Regions from separate parts of the Mus musculus genome. Here region 1 is linked to region 2. A link is a contact called in public Hi-C data. All regions are on one chromosome and are shown on one strand. The core of a region is the stretch at or near the end of the contact, and the rest is flanking DNA. Distances in the headings are between cores, read along the strand shown.

What was found. Hi-C and Micro-C count contacts between places; a contact is called where the count stands out from the background.
Region 1: a contact with region 2 is called in a Hi-C map of cortical neurons, with 1.5 times the contacts expected there. The contact joins the promoter of Necab1 here to the enhancer-like site in region 2. A contact is called at or near these places in 3 of 484 Hi-C or Micro-C datasets (cerebral cortex and cortical neurons), 1 of 115 datasets of contacts at active chromatin or transcription factors (embryonic stem cells) and 1 of 9 other capture datasets (liver).

Annotation. Positions count from the first base shown.
Region 1 is chr4:15,146,201-15,152,390 of GRCm38.p6, forward strand. It overlaps Necab1 (N-terminal EF-hand calcium binding protein 1), which reads right to left and starts at 2,931. Exons shown (of 13, transcript NM_178617.4): 1 at 2,618-2,931. The coding sequence starts at 2,716.
Region 2 is chr4:15,109,910-15,116,218 of GRCm38.p6, forward strand. It overlaps Necab1 (N-terminal EF-hand calcium binding protein 1), which reads right to left. Exons shown (of 13, transcript NM_178617.4): 3 at 1,285-1,393. It overlaps Gm36801 (a long non-coding RNA gene), which reads left to right. Exons shown (of 3, transcript XR_390422.3): 2 at 4,167-4,406. Among named protein-coding and RNA genes, the nearest start is that of Gm36801, 20 kb to the left of the region's middle. Within about 2 kb of position 2,307, at least 3 of the 459 cell types and tissues checked have an H3K27ac peak or open chromatin away from gene starts, as enhancers often do. A contact at or near this core is called in cortical neurons, where this site is marked.

The DNA.
Region 1 (6,190 bases), core at 1,681-4,180, 37 kb after region 2:
TAAGTCAACCATTTACCTCTAGTTTCTAGGCAGCTTGCTGGACCTAGTCATGTCCCCAACAGCATCCACAAATGGGGTTTATGTAGATTCCCTAAGAAGTCTAAAGACTTACTGTCTCAGTGACACATCGGTATAAATGAGACTATTCTTATTCCTATTGGGAGAGTCAGTTCTTCCCCCAAATTGGAAATTAGCCTGTGAGGAGCAGGAGTCCCCAGTGGTCTCTTATCATTTCAGATCTAGAAGAGGAAGAATATACCACCCGTTCCTTGTGTTGATCTGAGTAGATTTCAAAAAGCAATCATTCTTAGCAGTGCTACTAGAATATACTAAATCTAATCAAATCAAATGATGTATTTATGTTTCACATTGTGTTGTTGCTAAAACCGACAGGATCCAGAAATGAATAATTCAGAGGTCTCTAAATAACCAACCCTTTTTTCATGTCACACAATTCACCAGAGTGTTACATTTTTTCACAAAATAACTCAGGAATGTGTAAACAACATATTTTCTATCCAAGAAAAAAGAACCCAACTGCAGTTAATCTTTTTTTAAAGCTATGTTTCAAAGAAAAACAGGCATGTTAACGCCTCTCTTGTGGAATCAGGTTTTTTGGTTTTTGTTTTTCTGGGTTTTTTTGTTTTTGTATTTTCCAATTCTGGAACTAGACTTAAGAAGGTAAGGGAGCCAGCCCTGTTTATAGATGAAAGCTCCATCAGGACAGGGAACTTACATTAAAAGAACTTGGGAACAACTGCACCTACATAATAAGATGAGATTTAAAATTTTGCTTTTAATAACCTGCTGTTGAACACGTGAGCTTAGAATGGTAAGTCTGTCGGGTGGCTTTCTTTGCTCTTTCATAGTCTCTATACATTCCTCAGCAGAGAATCTCCAGGATTTGTTAGAGGCAATAAGATAAAAGCACGGGTAGTGCTCAGTGTCCTCAGAGGGCAGAGCACAGATTAGGCACAAAAGGACAGAGGTCCCACTTGACCTCAGGACTAACTTCTTGGCAGATTGGTTTTCTTCCTCATAATAGTCTGGATGAGCAAGGTCCTGATTCCCTCCTGATCCTGGGGATTGCACACTCATGTGTGCAGCCCTGTCTTTACAATGACCCAACCTAGTTCCTGGAGGCAGGGCATGAAGAAATAATTAGAGCATAGACTGAACCATTGCAGAGATTTAAAAGAAAAAAAAAAAACCTACAACAATGTGTTGCAGTAAAAAGTGGAAATCATGTTTTCATGGGGAGAAAATGGTTGGCCCCCAAAGCCTGAATCCTGTGTTGGCACTGCATGGTGATGTGGGGAGAAGGCTGCCTGGAGGTGGGGTTGAAGCTTCGATTAAGTCTTACACAAGTTTTAATTATTGATATAAATTTCTCAGCCAATTTTTTAAAAAGTCTAGATAATTCCTTCACGACAAATCAAAGACTCCTTGCCCCTCCCCCATTATCTTCAAAATCCCTGACTGGCCATTATGATAGTTGATGTCCTCACATTTTCATTTTTCATACTCAAGTGTATTTAGCCTCTGGCCCACCTCCTTCATGCTTGGACTTTAATAAGGAGTGATGGCTTAGAGAAGGGGAGGGGCAGGGACAAACGAGGCTCCTTTGCATGCTTTGCCCATTTTCCATCATGCTAAAAAAGGAGCGGCTAGAACTGTCCCCACTGAGCAAGCCAGACACTACCTGGGGGAACAGAGTGAATTTTACATGTGAACAGCAGCTAGAAGAGCCAGAACCCAGAAGGCAAGCAACCCAGGAACAGGAAAGCCAGGAAACAAAACAAGGCAGCCGGGTGAGAAACAAACATTAGGGACAAAGCGAAGCGGAATCTAGGAGCAAATTAAATCTAAAACTGAGAGAGAAAGAGGGGGGGGGGGAGAGAGATTACAGCATAAGGAGACAAAATAGCACGGAAAGAATGGTCAGGCTAGAGATGCGAAGCAAGGAAGTCAATTCCCAAGCAAGGAATGGGACCATAGGGAAAACCATCAAAAGCTAGAAGAGAAGGTTAATGATAGTAATTACAACTTAGGCAGGGCAGGTGGTGGTGGTGGGGAGAATAATAGGGAAGGCAGCGGGCACCAAAAGAGAAAAAAAAATCATTATGATAAAAGAGACCTTGGCTTCTGTTGTAAAATAAGAAAACGAATACGTTCAAAGAAATTGTTTTTGAAGGTAGCTGGGAGTAGCTGGAGGGGCATCACAATGTCTAAGGCTTCCGTCAGCGCTCCCAGCACAAGGGAGAGAGAGTGCCTGCCAGTAAATTGGGCAGCAGGGATGAGACCGGAATCAAGTCCTACACTGCTCAATGGGAGACTCTCCATTCCGGGCAGAAGCCCTAGGTTCTGGGAAGTCGAACTTTGGGGGCTCCTTAAAGCTTATAATCAAAGCTGCAGGTCTGGGACAGCTCTTTACAAGTTGGGTGGCAGTCCTTTCTCTTGCATTTATTTGCCTAGGGTCCTCTGGGGAACAGCAGATAGGAGATAGTTTGAGTGGAGGTCTGATAGCAATGCCAGCAGCCAACCGCTGCTCCTGACCCCTCCCCTCTCACAGAGGTGATGCCTAATGCGCCCACCTAACTACTTCAGCTATACTTACGTCGAGGAAGATGGACATGCCCTTGGACAGTTGCAGGGTAGAGCTGAGCTCTTCCGAGGAGTTGTTGGAGGAAGGCGAAGTCTCCCGGGAATCCTCCATCCTCAGCGGTCCTGGCGCTGGCGGGCAGACTGGGCGGGATGCAAAGGCTCTGACCTGGTGCTGTCTCAGCTGCTGCCTCCCCGCGCCGCGCCACCAGGGTCGGATGCAAGTGGGTGTTCGCTCTGAGCGCGCGCCTCCCTCTGCTCTGCGCGGACTCTCCTCCCTCTCCCGCCTCTAGGCTTCAGCACGCTAGCTCTCGCCGCCCCCTTCCCGTGGCTGACTGCACCTCACTGGGGATCCGACTTAGCAACACTGTAACTCCCCTTGCCAGTGAGCATTCCCTGGCCTTGACAAGCCCTTAGTCACTTGCCAGAGGTAACCTTCTGGACCCTGCCCACCACACCGCACTTTACATGACAGAGCAGATCAAGCTTTGTCCTGAGCATCAGAGGGGGGTGGGGTGGGGGGGTGGGGGGGTCAGAAGCACTGAGGGAAAACCATGAGTGGGAAGAAGGAATCGAGTTTTGCCTACTCCATCCTTGATGGAAACAGAACTCTGTGCCCCCCTCACTCCTCCCCACGCCCAACCTGGTTTCTGGATTCTGTCCTGGAAGGGATAGCTAGTTCAGTTTTGGATTAAGGCACTGGGTCTGGCCATCTGCCTTAGTTGCTTTTTTATCTTGTGGTGTAGCAAATTGCTAAATCTTTAAAGCTTAGTGTTTACGAATCGGCAAAACGATCACCAGGGTGGTGCTTAGCTTATAGTTCCACTGCTTGCACACTTGGCACTATCAGGTGTAGGGAGGGAGAGGCAAGCCCGGCACAACACAGACAAAATGTAGGGAGATAACTTGCCTTGCGCCAGTCGTCCTGGCCATGAGCCTTCTTCCAACACCATGGATTCTGGCGTTTCCAACCTCCCTACCTCCCGGCTGCTCTGAATCTACTGTTTACAGAGAGTGAGTTTGCAACTCTGGCTGAACGTTGGACTGTGTGTCACTTAGAGTGTGTGTCAACTTCAAAATGTCCTAACAGATGAATGAATTGTCATTCTTCCTGCAGGCTTTCTTCGTGCCTAGACCTAGAAGATCGTACTTTCTGAGCTGGGGTGCATCAAAGGCTTTTAAGAGCTGCACCCTTCCAATGGTACATTTATTCGTACTCGGAGTTAGGAACTCACTCCCACAAAAGCAAAACAAACAAACAAACAAACAAACAAACAAACAAATTAAGGCCTGAGTTTCACTTCTGGATTCATGTTCAGTTAGCATGTGGTTGTCCCTAGCGTATTTTTCCTCTCTCAAAGCGTCTCAGGCAATCTTTATGAGCCCAGAATTAATAAGCACTTAAAGAAGAAGAGCTACAGAAATTAAGCAAAGGTCAGTGACTTCAGACCTGTAAAGTCCAGGGATAAAACGCAGAGCTTCATTAAGTCTAGAGTCACAAACATGATTAGAGAAGATATTGATTGGAGCTGTGCTTTGAGGACTATTAGTCTTGCATCTTTGTGTATTTATACCTTATTAACTTCGAGTTATCTTATCTGAACAACTAGAATAGATTCTTTCCTCTGACAATTGCTTAGCAAAAAGAAATGAAAAATCATGAAAAAATTCCAGTCAACCCATCAAAGAAATACTGATCATTCAAATCACACAGAAACAAGAGAGATGCTGACAATGAATGTTATCGAGTTTACAAAAGCACCATATTTGTTCCTACTATTGACTGAGGAATATATCTGTGTCAATAAACATAGCCTAAGTCTGGACTCTCTAACTTGTGTGGGTCTCTCTGCCCTCAAATTCAGCCTTGTGAAATATGCTTGTGCTCATCCCATGGAAACAAGCCTAGGTGAAAAAGCAGATTTTCTTAGATTATAAATGAAAAACAGGAAAATAACCTGTCACTAATGTTCAAAACTAGAGAACTAGCTGCAACAGTGCAGTAAAGTGACCCCTGCTCCCTTTGCTGACAATGCATGCCAGCTTGTGTTTCTTCTAAGGAGCTATCAAGAAGGAATGTAGGAAGGCTGGTGGTTAAGCCTAGTGGTTAAGAGTACTTACTGCTCTTGAGAAGACCTGGGTTCAGTTGACTCACAGATGTCTATATCTTCAGTTACCCACATGATGCAATGCATACATCTAGGCAAACACTCATACACATAAAATAAAAATAAATACAAAGAATAAGAAAAGTACGGCGAGTGTGATTGCAAAGCCAGAAAAAGTACTGTCCGTGAAATCCTGGCTGAGTTCAACACCATAGCTCATAAAGATGGGAAGAAAGAATGGACTTCACGGGTCTCCTCTACAGGGACTTCATGACAGCTGTGCCCACACATAAACACAACATAACACACAGATATGTACACACATCATACACACATATACACACACACATACCACATTCATACACATACATGTACCACATATACACACATATGCACACACACATCATAAACACCACACACATACACATCATACACACCACACACACACACACACACACACATCATACATCCACATATACCACATTCATACACATAAAGACATATGCACACACACACACATCATACACACCACACACACACACACAGACATGCACACACATATATGCACAGTACATCATAAAATACACACGCACACACACGCAGACATGCACACACATATATGCACAGTACATTATAAAACACACACACATAATTTTAAAAGAAGAAATGTAAATCATTAAACAACTTGCTCGTTATCATTTCTTTTTTGTTTTGTTTTTGAGACAGGGTTTCTCTGTATAGCCCTGGCTGTCCTGGAACTCACTCTGTAGACCAGGCTGGCCTGGAACTCAGAAATCTGCCTCCCAAGTGCTGGGATTAAAGGCGTGCGCCACCACTGCCCAGCTGTTATCATTTCTTTTAATGATTTCCACAAGAATTGTATTCTGCTACAGCTGACTTACCTCTATGATGAAGATAATGGTTAGGGAAGGCTCCACCAGAACTGGGTAACAATTAGATTCTCATTCACAGCCAAATTCAATCGGTTTTACAAAGTCGTAACCGAACATATTTTTGGTTTTCTTTTTATCTAGAGAGAGAGCCTTTTGAAAACTGTTTTCACACATCGTTTTGCTGAAACACAGATGCTGTACTGCTGTGCATAGTATCAGTTGCAAACAGCAGACAGCTGACTGGAGGGAGGAAATGTATCTTCTTTCCAACTTACTTGTACTGAAGGCCTGGGCAGAAAGGAAGCAAAGGAGAAAGGAATGTAATTGAAGATTATAGCTCCCAGACTTGCTATAAGACTGACATGAAGATATTTGGAGCATTTCAGCAAATGATGGCTATGTGGGAATGTATTGAATTTCAATCCATCTGTCTCATGAAGGAACTATTATCTAAACCATTTCAGACTGTCAGGGATCTATTTTATTTATACTTCAAGTCTAGGGAGCACTATCCTTGAGAGCAATGACTCAGGATCCTTCCAGTCTGGTTAATGGACATCCTGTTGCTTTGGCAACCTTAGATCCAAA
Region 2 (6,309 bases), core at 1,057-3,556:
TAATATCTGCAGTCTTCCTCCATCTTTACCATTTTAGCTGCTCCCTCACAGAGCAACAATGACTTACAAGATGTTGCTAGAGCTCTTGACTAGATTCCCTTTGCCTTACATAAAGTTGAAGTACTTTTAAAACTTAGACTGTAAGTGATCTCTCATAGAGAGCATTCTTTACTCTCTGTGAATTCCCCTCCACTTTGATCTGGACAGTTGACATTTTTGTAAACAGAAGTGACGCCTATTTTTCTCACGCATCTAGAACTTTCTTCATGCCTTTTCTTGACTGGAATGCTCTCTCCACTCTCCTGCACATTTTACCTAAGCAGTTTCTACTTTCTTATTGTATCTCGGTGCCTATGAACAGTTTCTGAGTTGCACTGACCTAAAATGTCATTCTTTGTGATTTCAAGTGTCCTATGAATATATAAATCATAGTATTTTTGATAGTAGACTGAAATTATCAGTTACTGAGTCTAATGCTATTTCTGATAACAAAGGAGAAGGCATCGGCAAGGCAACTGAAAATCTTGTTGAACTTTAGAACCTTACTGATTGCTTGAAATATTCAGCCACTTGAGGAAAGTGAACTTAATCTTGTAAGTTTGTAAATAGCCTCAAGAAAACGTCTTTTCTTTTCGTAAGTAGAGCCCCAGAGCACTGTCTTAGCAGGCCTATTGCCTGGAACCACATCACTGCTTTGCCTAAAGCAGAATGCGATTGTCTAGACAGTAGGCATAGTGGAGGATCTCCAGGCGTGTGTGAGCCCACACTCTTTCATATTAGAATTCTATAATTGAGACTGTGGAAAATAATGTGATTTGGTTCAGTAACCCTAAACAAGCAGTGCATCTCTGTTGATATATATCCTAAAGTCCTCATTATCTTATATTTTCACCATGGGGCAGGGGATATAAACAGACTCTTCACAAATATTCTCCTACATCAAAAAAGGTATCCACATGCCAAGTAAATGAAGATCACCATGTGTCAACTCTTCAACTCTGTTCTGTACCTCCCCTTACTTGTAGTTTCCAGGTAGCAGAAATTTTCAGTTTATAACTGCAGTAATTTCATTTTAACATACCAATACAATAATACCCAGAGGATTTTTTTATACAAAGGAAGTTTAGATTATACCAAATATGAACAGTAACATTTTACTTATATAGTAATGACAGACTAAAATTTTTAGGAAAGAATATCCATTCCCCCGCCCACTTCTTGAATGACTCATTCACATTCTCCCCACCTCATTTCCAGAGTCCACTGATAAGAAATGCTGCTTACTTGGTATTGTGTGTGTCAATGGTGTGGAAGAGCTCATGTAGTTCTTCTCCACTGAGAACTCCATCTGCAAAATATGCTTTAAATTCCTCAAAGGACAATTTTCCATCATCTGAAATAAGGACAGAAGAGAAGCAAATCACTCCAACCTTGTGCACTGGTCTACTTTCATTTTTAAAACTTAGTCCTAGCATCTGTGCTTGTTAGCTGTGCATGACACACATACATTAAAAAAGAAAGCAAGAAGGAAACCTTTGCAATGTCAATAAAAATCCAACTTACTATCTCTTCATTGTATACAGCACACCGAAACATGCACTGGTGTATGGCCTTCCTGGTTTTGAGTATTTTTGTTTTGTTTTTGTTTTTCTTGTTTTTTTGCCATGACAAACGTAACACTGAAGGGAAATTTTTACCTAGCTATAGAAAATGAAATCCACACAGCAACACAAAGGGCCAAGCAGACATTTTGCTTTCATGATACCAAGCCTACAGAGAATGTAGCAGACCGCAAGATAAATACAAGATGCCTAGCAAGTGTGCTTTGATTGGATATTTACACAAGTATATGATTATTATAATTCAACAAACTATGTTCCTTGTTGTGTTCCTTCAACTAGTGACTGCTTTTATAGTCAAATAAGTTTCTTATTTGAGACACAATAGTGATACACAATTGGAGTATAATAAAGGAAAGATGTAGAGACATAAGCATAAGTATTTTTGCACAGCTGGGATCAGTAAATTCAATAAGAGACAGATGCACTTTATATATATGAGAATTAGGGTAATGGATTATTTTCATTTAGAAGAATAAGGGACAGGGTTAGTATCATTTACACCTCACTTTGAAGAAAAGCTCTGGATAAGCAGCGATGGAAAAAAACTGCACATTATAAACATGTTAAATATCTGTTCAGGGCACAGAAGCAACAAATCCGAAGGAACGAAGCACCCCTAAGGAACAGCAGGCATCATTTTCTATGCACAGTCATTTGTCAGGTTTTTCAGAGAGGCTGCCAAATGACTCTAAGTGATAGAATAAGCCTTTGCATTTATAATATGGGAGCTCAGAGCTCAGAAAGTAGTTGTCCTCTCAACAATACCACAATAAACAAAATAGAATCCTATCGCTGAATAAAAAGTATGATGTGATAGGGGTAGACCATCAAGATTATTTAGAATGCTTTCAACAGATGTCCCTAGACTGCCCCAAGGACTGTTTAAACACTGACTCCAGAGCGCTGCCCAAGCATCAGAATGGCACAAAGATCTCAGAGTGGATCGGCAAGATGGCTGGTTTTTAATAATTTGGACAGCTTCTACTTGCACTTAATCCAGGAGGTTTTACTATAAAGAAAACAGCAGACATGAATTACTTAATTCTTCAGGTAAAGACTTAAGGGCTGGGGTATGTTTTAATTATTTCTTAAATAATTAATTTTTTTGTTTACATCCCAAATGCTACTCCTCCTCCCTGTCACCCCTTCACGGAATCCCTCCCTCTCTCGCCCCTCCCCATCTTCTCTAAGAGGGTAGGACCCCCCTGGGTATCCTTGCATGAAGTCTTTGCCAGATTAGGCACAACCTCTCCCACTGAGGCCAGACAGGGCGTCCATGAAGACTGAGCTGCCTGTCTGCTACATATGTGCCGGGGGTGGGGGTGGGACGACTCGTTGTGCTGGGGTATTTTAAAGATCCTGGTTTGTGAAATACAGATCCTTAAGAGGAGAGATGTTAATTTTCATTTCATTTCTTTTTTTTTAGATAAACCACAAAACATTTATTTCTGTAGGTTTTGCTTATAAACCAAGTCAAGGCAGTAGACACAATCATGGAAAAAGGAGAAGAAAACAGACAAGTCAGCTGCCTATCAGGATGGCCTCTGGGTCTGTCTTCTCCGAGAAGCAGAAGTGAATAGCAAACAAGCCTATGAAAACGTGGGCTCAGCAAAGGAATGCAAACAGCAACAATCAAATGAGGAGCACGGTGCCTGGCTATGCTATCTTTTTTTTTTTTTTTTTTTTTTTTTTGCTTTTCCAGACAGCGTTTCTCTGTATAGCTCTGGCTATCCTGGAACTCACTTTGTAGACCAGGCTGGCCTCAATTCTTACTTTAAGTTGTTCTTTTGAGGTTCTTCAACCCTGACAGAATCTACTCAGAAGGCTGCTCGTTGCGTCCTGTGACTGCCTTCTACAAGCTGGTCGGTTGTTTTTGCTTTTGCAGTACTGAGGCAAGCCTAAGGTTTGCACTTGCTAGGCAAAAGTTCCAACCCTGCCTTCAATTGTTTTTGTTTTTGTTTTTTTTTTTTAAATTGGGTATTTATTTCATTTACATTTCCAATGCTATCCCAAAAGTCCCCCACACGCTCCCCCACCCACTCCCCCGTCCTCCCACTCCTACTTCTTGGCCCTGGCATTCCCCTGTACTGAGGCATATAAAGTTTGCATGACCAACGGGCCTCTCTTTCCACTGATGGCCGACTAGGCCATCTTCTGATTCATATGCAGCTAGAGACACGAGCTCAGGGGGGGGGGGGGGTGGTGGGGGGGGTGGGTAATTGGTTAGTTCATATTGTTGTTCCTTTTTTGAAACAGGCTCTCACTATGTAGTCCAGACTGGCCTAAAGCTTGTTATCTGCATGCCTCTGCCTTCCTAGTGCTGCTGCCACAGATTGGAAACAGCTATAACTCCAAGTCAAAAGTCAACGGTACAGTTCATCGGGTCCCATTATAAAATGTATTTCTCTCACAAAACTCATTTTCCAAAGACCTGATAATAACTGACAACTGGATTAACAATGATAATGTCATGTCTAAAATGACTTTTTAAAAAAGATTTATTTATTTATTTTATGTATATGAATACACTGTTTCTCTTTTCAGACACACCGGAAGAGGGCATCGGACCCCATAGGCACAATACACCAAGCTTCAACTTAATTCTTGCTAACAGTTACCAGAGCAGATGATAAAACTAGAGATCTAGATCAACCATACAATGTGTTCCTGACCTGAGTAATGCCCTGGACCAGTGGCTCACTGCCGTGCAACCCGGAGTAGCTCACTGCAGCGAGAACATCAATTCTCCAGCTTTCCTGTTGTCTAGTCCTTGCTTGTTTTCAGGTGAGCTACGAATGATTAACCCCATGCAGCCTATTGTACAGCTGCATGTGCATCTTCTTACTGTGTGATAAGGAAATGAATGAACCAGCAGGAGAAGAAAACTGCCCATAGATTAGGTCTAGAGTCAAGTGTAGTGGTACACGCCGGCAATGCCATCACGCCAGAGGCTAAGGCAGAAAAAAATCTAGATTCCAAGGCTACAAAGTAAGGCCTTGCCTATACACAAACTAACTAATTAAAGAGAAAAAACTAGAAATGAACACACTGTTTTCTTCACCGCTGCTGTGTTGTGCAATAACTATAACCTTACTTGTTGACTATATGATGTGTCCAACAGTGACCCTTTCATAGTTCTTCGGTGAGTTGAGCCACCTTAGAACCGTGGTTGTCTGTGCTTCCTGTGGGTGGGGCAGGCTCTGTCTGCTGCTTTATAATTAGGGGAAAAGAGTTCAAGTAGCAATGCACATGCCATAAAATAAAGGCTTTGGCTAGCAAGTGCCCCGATTAAAAAATAACTCACACACACAAAAACTCCTATTGGTAAAAAATAATATATAATAGGAGAAAGTAAGCATTAAACTGCAGTCCTGGCTCGAAGGGTGGAAAGTATGTGTTGAAAGCTGTTTTTATCACATGCAGGATTCTTGAAAGTCTACATGACAGGTTGCCACATTGTAAAACAAGCAACTGCAAAGAATTCCTTTTGAGTAGTTCTAGACCAGTACTAAAATGTTAAACAAAGGCTTAATGGGAAGGGGGAACAAATCCCCCTGTGTAATTCAGTATTAATAAGGCAGTTGTATTTTTATTAATATATTTTATTTCAACTTCATTATTCCTGCTGAAACCTTCCTTTGAAATGAAACAAAACAACGAAAACTTGGCTTAAAATTGGCTCACAAAAAGGGTATGCCTTCTGAGACTGCTTTCTGCCAGGGACAAAGCTTAATTTTAACTGACAATGCACACAGGCTTTTTAACATTTCTTTTAGAATTATGTGCATCATCTCAGTTTGTCCTGAGCATTTGACCTTCTCAGCTTTATTTATTTTATTTTTTTCACTAAATTTGCTTTTGTCAACTACATATATATATAATGATACATATATATAGTTTCTGATTGTTCTCCCTGCTACCATCTTGCCTGCCAAACTCCCTCTTCATGGGTAATCTCTTTCCCACATTCATGTCTTTTTATTTTTGTGTGTGTCCCTCTGGGTATGGCCTGGGCTATCCGTGTGACTTTGGCATTGGAACTATCCATTGGAGTCTGGTGAGTATGCTCTGGACAGTAGTTATCAGTGGCCCACAATTCAGCAGTAAGGGGTACAGCTCGTTAAGCCCCTCCCCGCTCCATGACTGACAGTTGAAACAGTCATGTAAGCCAAATTCAGGTAATCTCATCAGCTTGGAGCTATGGCCATATTATATATATATATATATATATAGCACTGTGTCTAAAGTATGACATTTTCTGTTCTCTCCCTATCTTTTAGTTTTTACATTATTTAAAAATCCCATCTTCTACACTGTTATTGGGGCCTTACAAAGATTAGTATGGGAGTAGCTTTGTCTAAGAATATAAACAGATATTTAGAAGGCACATTGACATTTGGTCTATTTAGCTAATCAGTAGTAATTTCCCTCTCAAAGTCTGTGAACTTCTAACATATAGGCGTTTCTTATTTATTAAGGGTTTTTCCAATACAATATATTTTGATCATTCTTTCTCCTCTCTCAATCTCCTTACTCAAACCCATACAACTCTCTCTCTCTCAACCCCAGAGAAATGAAAATAAAAAACAAGTAAAAGATAAATGATCAAAACAAAAGACCACAAAAGGAATGTTCCTACTTTTATATATTATTGCATTTGAACATATTTTTGTGTTATTAAGCAGAT